2 separate regions of the Oryctolagus cuniculus genome follow, and region 1 is linked to region 2. A link is a contact called in public Micro-C data. All regions are on one chromosome and are shown on one strand. Each heading gives the region's core, a stretch centred on a gene start, on an enhancer-like site or on the middle of the called end of the contact. The rest is flanking DNA. Distances are from core to core; before and after follow the strand shown.

The links. A called contact is a pair of places that touch in the nucleus more often than the background predicts.
Region 1: a contact with region 2 is called in a Micro-C map of ear pinna, with 4 times the contacts expected there. The contact joins the promoter of SSRP1 here to the promoter of CLP1 in region 2. A contact is called at or near these places in 2 of 6 Hi-C or Micro-C datasets (ear pinna and an unstated tissue).

The regions. Positions count from the first base shown.
Region 1 is chr1:14,783,535-14,787,159 of mOryCun1.1, reverse strand. SSRP1 (structure specific recognition protein 1) reads right to left here and starts at 1,668. Exons shown (of 16, transcript XM_070070311.1): 1 at 1,527-1,668; 2 at 910-1,095. The coding sequence starts at 1,580. It overlaps P2RX3 (purinergic receptor P2X 3), which reads left to right and starts at 3,028. Exons shown (of 12, transcript XM_051854032.2): 1 at 3,028-3,625.
Region 2 is chr1:14,489,290-14,492,732 of mOryCun1.1, reverse strand. CLP1 (cleavage factor polyribonucleotide kinase subunit 1) reads left to right here and starts at 1,399. Exons shown (of 3, transcript XM_008271466.4): 1 at 1,399-1,647; 2 at 2,326-2,950. The coding sequence starts at 2,345.

The DNA.
Region 1 (3,625 bases), core at 419-2,918, 290 kb before region 2:
ACATTACCTATATCCAAAAAATTGCCCCAATAGGACTTCTACCAAAAAATCCATGCAGGGAGCTGGTGCTGTGGCACAGCCTGCAGTGTCAGCACCCCATAAAGGTATTGCTTCAAGTCCCAGCTGCTCCACTTCTGAACCGGCTCCCTGCTAAGGCGCCTGGGAAAGCAGAAGATGGCCGAAGCCCCTGGACCCCTGCACTCACATGGGAGACCCAGAAGAAGCTTCTGGCTCCTGGCTTCAGCCTGGTACAGCCCTGGCCTTTGCAGCCATTTGGGGAGTGAACCAGTGGATGGAAGATCTCTCTCTCTCTCTCTCTCTCTGTAACTCTCCCTTTCAAATACATAAATAAGTCTTAAAAAAAAAAAAAAAAAAGTCCATGCTGACTCAGCAGCTCAGCTCTGAAATGGTTTAAAAGGTTGTGGAGAGAGGCTGCTCCTGGGAGCTGGACCTCAGACTAGGGGAGGAGTAAAGAGAGGGACTGGCATTCCTGTTTCTGGACCTCACCATGTTATCTGACTTCCTAAACTTTGTGTGTTCATTGTTTTAATAGAAGTGGACATTAAAGTTAAGTCTTTCACTCAGAACAGTTTAAGAGGGAAAAGCAAAGCCTGAACTAAAGCATCCAGCTAAGATTCTGAACCTGGATACGAGCAAACAAGCAGAAAGCACGATTTAAACCAGAACAGTAGGAAGCAGATCTTCTGGAACCAAAACACAGAAAAGCTGTGAACGCTCTAGAACACTCAGAGCTGACCCACTGATTGCTCAATGGCCTCAATGGCCCTGCCCAGGGAGCCAAACCAGCACCACGGGGGCTACCAGAGGGAACCTCAACTCCCTCTAGAAGACTAAAAGCAGACAGGATGGCACGGTAAAAAGGGGGCTCACGGCAACAGGGCGTCTCACCGATTCTCGGAAGCCGTCATACTTGTAGACGTGGCCATTCTTCGTGAGCAGTTTAAGTCCGTGGCCGAGAGCCACCCGGCGCCAGATGCCCTCCGTCAACTCCCCAGCCTGGATGTTGTCTACTTTGCCCGTCTTGCTATTCTTGAAGATAATTCCCTGGCGACTCAACCTCAGCCGACCGTCATTCTGTTGGGAAAGTGAGCCCAGATGCACGGGGACAGTACAGACCGTGTCCTGGGTGCAGCTCTACCCAGCATTCACTTTGACTGCCAGGTGATCAGGGCAGGAGCAACAGCTGAAGCGAGGACCAGTAAAGAGACACAAGTGTCCAGGAAGTCTCGGTTCTGCACCTGGCTCGGGCATCCAGAACCTGCGCAGGCCATCAGTCTCCTCGTTTGAAACACAGAATAGCAAATACGGTCCCTTCACACCCTGAGATCCTACAACTCTCGCGACTTTTCAGAATTGCCTTTTATTGGGGGGAAACACCAGGTGCACGTTATACAGAGACTTCCTTTTCCCAGTAGAAACGTCACCAGGACAAGCTCTCGTTCATGTACATCAACTTTAGCTCGCTCCCTCCTTCCATCTCTATTAAAAACGCAAGCCCTTCTCACCATGGAGCCTTTCACCTCCTGATAGACATCGTTGAACTCCAGTGTCTCTGCCATGTTGACCTGCCCCTGGTGGCCTGGGCAGAGCCCTAGGCCTCACAAGGGAAACCGAATACACTGGGCGCTGGGCCCCAAGTCCTGGGTGAGTGTGCAGATGGTCAGCAGGTTGGGAATCTGAATTCAAGAGAGAGTCATGAAACGCAGCGCCGCGCTCTGCTCACGGATGGAGCCAGGTGGCCGCCCCTGGGGGTTCACAGACTCTCCTCTGCCCGGGAACCAACAGGCCGGCTGTGCCGTGCTCCGGGGGTCAGCCCCGGTAATCCCAGGCCCGCAGAACCACCCCAAGCCAACACCCTCTCTGCGCGCCACACCGGGAGCCATGGTAACGAGCAGCGGAACCCCAAGGCCTGCCCGCAGCGTGCACATCTCCCGCGCCCCAACCCAGCTCAGAGCGCTAGGTTCCATCCTGGCCCTCATGGTTCTCCCCTCCTGCTAAAATGGATTCGCCCGCTGCCTGCAGATTCGAACGCGGAACGGCCCATTCGGAGCGTCCCGCGGGGGAGCGGGGCCCAGGGACGACGACCACCCACCTCCTCAAGCTGCAGCCTCGCGACGGGCCGGGCGCGGGCGGTGGGCGCTTCGGGGGATGCGGGGGAGGGGGGCGGGGACGCGGGGAACGGGAGTTAGCTGGGGAAGCTTTTCCCGCGTGCGCGGCCCCGCGTCCCGCCACCGGAAGCCGCGCACTGACCATCGAGAGGATGAGCTGGCTAGAGAGACGCCAACCAGGCCCGCCGCAGAGACAGTCGCCTAGAGCGACGGCGACGCTGGAGGACCCGAGGCCGGGGCGGTAGCGGTGAAGTCCGACTGACTAGAAAATGAAGGCTCATCGGGCTTCTTAGAACGTTGCGGACACGTCAAGCGGAGACTGGATCCTAAAGGGAAATCGTGTACCGTGGCTTTATTTTTGTCAGATTTCGGAGGTTGGGGGGTTAATTTCTGTAGGGGTTAATTTCTAGGGGTAGAAAGGAAGCTGTGGAACACGAAGAAAAATACCTCAGAGTTGCGGAGAGAAACGCGTGCGGGCGTTCGTGTCCTTTGTGGCAGGCCTGCTGGCCGGCTGCCCCCTGCTAAGTGGGATTGATCCTTTCTGAAATGAGTTCACCGTCTACACCCAAATTCTGCACCTCTGTAACCGCAGTGGCGCTGGTAGTGACTGGCAAATGGCAGGATCGAGTTCGAGCGCTGGTGTCGGGTTCACCTTAGAGCCAGAACTGATTGGAAACCACATGAGCTCATCTTGGAAGAGGTGCACCTTGCAAAATCAGAGCCGGCCTGAGCTGGGAGAGAGGTTTGGAGTTTATCTCCTCCAGCCTCCTGCGGAGAGCAGTTGCCCAGCGGCTCTGGGAGTCGGCCACCCAGGTGGAGACAGGAAGCCGCCTCGGACTCCGGTCCCGTTCTCTTCTGCTGTAACCACAGTGGTTTTACGTCCCGAGCCACTGAGCCCATGTGTCCTGCAGAAAAGCATTCGTTACACGGGATATTTAAACTCAAGATTTCCCTGACGCTGGTTACACCAGCTTGCTAACTCAGTCCTGGGATAAGAGACAACACACCGTTGCCCCCACCACCACCCCAAAATCATGGCTTTTAACCTCTGGGTAGTGGCTATTCTAACATTATCTGAATATAAATTCAGTGTACCGGGGGCTGTAATTAATCCAACACACTTCTAGGATTTCAGTGAACAAGCTGAAAACAACTCCAGCCTTCCAGGGAAGCATAATCCAACAAATGACCTGAGAGTGTGTATATCCATATAACTGCTATATATATATATATATATATATATATATATATGTATGTATATGTATATATAACTGCTGTATAAGTTTTATATATATATGTATATATAACTGCTATGCTACAGGTAGAGCTTTAGCTGTGATCAACTGCAGTTTAAAAATATGTGACTCTATGCTATTTACTCCCTCCCAAGAGATCCAGGAAAATATTGAAGACACACCCTCCCCCCCAACTCATGCTGTTGGAGGCAACTCAGGGAGGGAGGGGGTGGCTGCAGAATTGGGTGGAACGAGACAGGC
Region 2 (3,443 bases), core at 150-2,649:
GAAATGGAAAAGGGTAAACTCACTCAGGCAGAACATCTGCACATGGAAGGCTGGAACCGAATTTTTGAAGAACGGTGTGAGATTAGGGGATGCCCAAGTGTTAACTGGAGAACTAATGCAGAGTGAATGAAATCATTTAAGTAAGCCATCAAAAAAATAAAAATAAAAAAGAATTAAGGGGAGCACTGCTTGGAAAGTGAGCACTAAGCAGGGCCAGCAGGAAATCCTCACAGCTCCTCCATCTGGATTAACTGTGTGAGCTGACCGAAAGAAAGGTGAGGTTGACAATTACATTGCCTCCTGCACAGGACTCTTGCCAGGATTAAATGAATTTACACCTGTAGAGCCCATGGAACAGTACCTGGCTTCTAACACCATCCAACTGTTAGCTATTAGTGTAATAACTGGACTAAGACTCTGAAAGTCTGGGTTTCAGCCCTAGCTCTAATTACTATGTATGCTTGAGCAAGTTTTTTCACTTAAGTCTCTCCCCCTCTGAAACTGGAGATAATAAAGCTGACTCTACAGGCTGGTTGTGAAAGGAGATGGCCAAACAGGCTTTGAAAACATGTAAAGTACTGTCCAAATGGATGGCATTATTATTATAGCATTACAACCCTCCCCTCAGCCTATTATAAAATTGTAAAAGCTAACAGAAGATTGTTACAGGCGTAGTGTTTAGTATTTCACATGCATCATCCCCTCCAATCTTCAAAATAGTGTTGAGAGGTTGGGTTCAGTCATTATCCCCATCTTAAAGACTGGAAACGTGTCAGGGAGACGAAGCCCAGGATCTGCCTGGGGTCACATGCTAAGTAAATGGCACAGAAAATAATGCAAGATTCCAAAGCCCCAGCTCAGGAGAACAGGGCTGTCTCTCTATGGTCGTGGCCGGATGTGTTGGCTGCGGGTGGATGCCTGGCCTTATGTAACTGTCAGGGATTTAGGGAGTTAAACAGAGTCCCCAGCAAAACTCCCCGCTGGGTGGGAGGGAGGTTGCTGGGTAAGGACTAACCGACAAGGTAACTGGAAGAAATGATTGGACGCCTGTTCTTTAAGGAGAGAAACATTTCCTGAATGCCTTCTGCGTGCCCAGCGCGGTGTGAGCTGGAGGACAGCTCACTTGCAGCCGGACAGCCTGCTTTCCTGCTGCACACGCCGGGTTTTGCCCGTGTCCCGAATTCCAGGCTCGTCGTCCAAACAAGCAGTTGATCTCGAGACTCAGCTCGAGTCCCGCTCCCTCCCCGGCCTCCATTCCCCTTCCCGGGACTCAGGGGAGCAGTAACGCAACGGCTAGACCCCCGCCACAAACACGTTCCGACCCCACGAGCCCACACGCGGGGGAGTAACCGGCACGCCCCCTGCCCTCCTCCCTCCGGCGAGGCGCACACGGACGGACACAGCCCCGCCCACATTTAGCGTCACGATCAAAACAAAACTTTAACTACAACTCCCGGAAGGCTGAGCGGCCTCTCCAGCACAACTACACATCCCAAGGGGCGTCGCGCGGCCGCGTCATCACCCACTGCGCAAGTACGGAAGCGCGCGTGTTTCCCGAGTGGTCTGGGAGAACGCGGCTTGGCGCTCGGTTTGGGTCGCACCCCGAAGGGCTGCTGAGTTTACCGGTTTTTGCTCGTGGCCGTGCAGGTGAGTTTAATAAATTCAGGAACGCAACTGTCACTTCCTTGAGGCTTGGGTAGATTTCGGTGTCTGCGGAGGATTAGACAGACGCGGGACCTAGAACCGCGGTCCCGTATCGAAAATAATTGTTAACGTTTTCTAGTTTACGAAGTGGGTTTTTTTTTTTTTTTTAAAAAAACGTCTCATAATCCTGCTAATTCTTAAGCACGACACTGAGGAAGCGTGCCGCCAGTTGGCAGCTGAGGGAAGAGTTCAGCCTCTCCAAGAGTTTGCAGAGTGGATCTTGGCTGTTCTCTAAGCCTGCACGTGGTGTACCCTCTGCTTTGTGTCCGCAGCGCGGACGCCCTTTCTGGTGGGCTGAGAGGGTGGAGGAGCGGGCGTCTGTAGCCTTCTCGTCAGTAGAGTGATGAAGGCGGTCGGGGCTTTTGCCGATCTGTAGGTATGTTTTCTTCTTACGTCCAAGTCATTCATTCAGTGTATTTATCGAGGTACCTGCAGTTTGTCAAACCCTGCTCCAGGTACTAACATAGCAAAGGATAATGCTCAACCATTTCATTCGACTGGGGGAGACAGGTGTTAAGAAATATGGAGAAAAGTAAAGCAAGGTAAGGGAAAAGGTCCCTTGGAAGATTTTGCAAAGGGACCCGGCTTATGATCAGATCTGATACTAAATTTGTGTTCTAGGCACAGCTACTCAGAAAGGATGGGAGAGGAGACCAATGATGACAAGAAGCCGACGACGAAATTCGAACTCGAGCGAGAAACAGAGCTCCGCTTTGAGGTGGAAGCGTCTCAGTCGGTTCAGCTGGAGCTGTTGACCGGCATGGCAGAGATCTTTGGCACGGAGCTGACCCGGAACAAGAAATTCACCTTCGACGCTGGTGCCAAGGTGGCCGTTTTCACGTGGCATGGGTGTTCTCTGCAACTGAGCGGCCGCACGGAGGTGGCCTACGTCTCCAAGGACACCCCCATGTTGCTTTACCTCAACACTCACACAGCCCTGGAGCAGATGCGGAGGCAAGCGGAGAAGGAAGAAGAGCGAGGTCCCCGAGTGATGGTCGTGGGCCCCACCGACGTGGGCAAGTCCACGGTGTGCCGCCTGCTGCTCAACTACGCCGTGCGTTTGGGCCGCCGTCCCACTTACGTGGAGCTGGATGTGGGCCAGGGATCTGTGTCCATCCCCGGCACTATGGGGGCGCTCTACATTGAGCGGCCAGCGGATGTGGAAGAGGGTTTCTCTATCCAGGCCCCTCTGGTCTATCATTTTGGCTCCACCACGCCTGGCACCAACATCAAGCTGTATAATAAGGTGAGAGCCACCGCGGGATGGAGGGAACAGTACCATCAGGGTACGCAGCTGTGGGGGGGTTTGTTGGTTAAAACTGTGTAGTTTGCACTTTGCCTCTAGGGTGAATTGACTGCCACGTGGTTCAGAAAAGACAGTTTCACATGTAAACCTCATATTATTAATCATTTCTGGGCACTTTTAAAAATTATTTTATTTATTTGAAAGGTAGAATTAGGGAGAGACAGAGAAAGTGAAGTCTTCGTCTGCTGGCTCACTCCCCAGATGGCCACCACAGTTGGGCCTGGGCCAAGCCAAAGCCAGGAGCTAGGAGCTTATTCTGGGCCTCCCACGTGAGCGCAGGGGCCCAGGGACTTGGCTGATTCTCCACTACTTTCCCAGGCTTACTGGCAGGAAGTTGGATTGGAAGTAGAGCTGCAAGGACTTTAACCAGTGCCCATATGGGATGCCTGCACTGCAGCCGGTGACTTAACCCACCATGCCACAGCACTGGCTC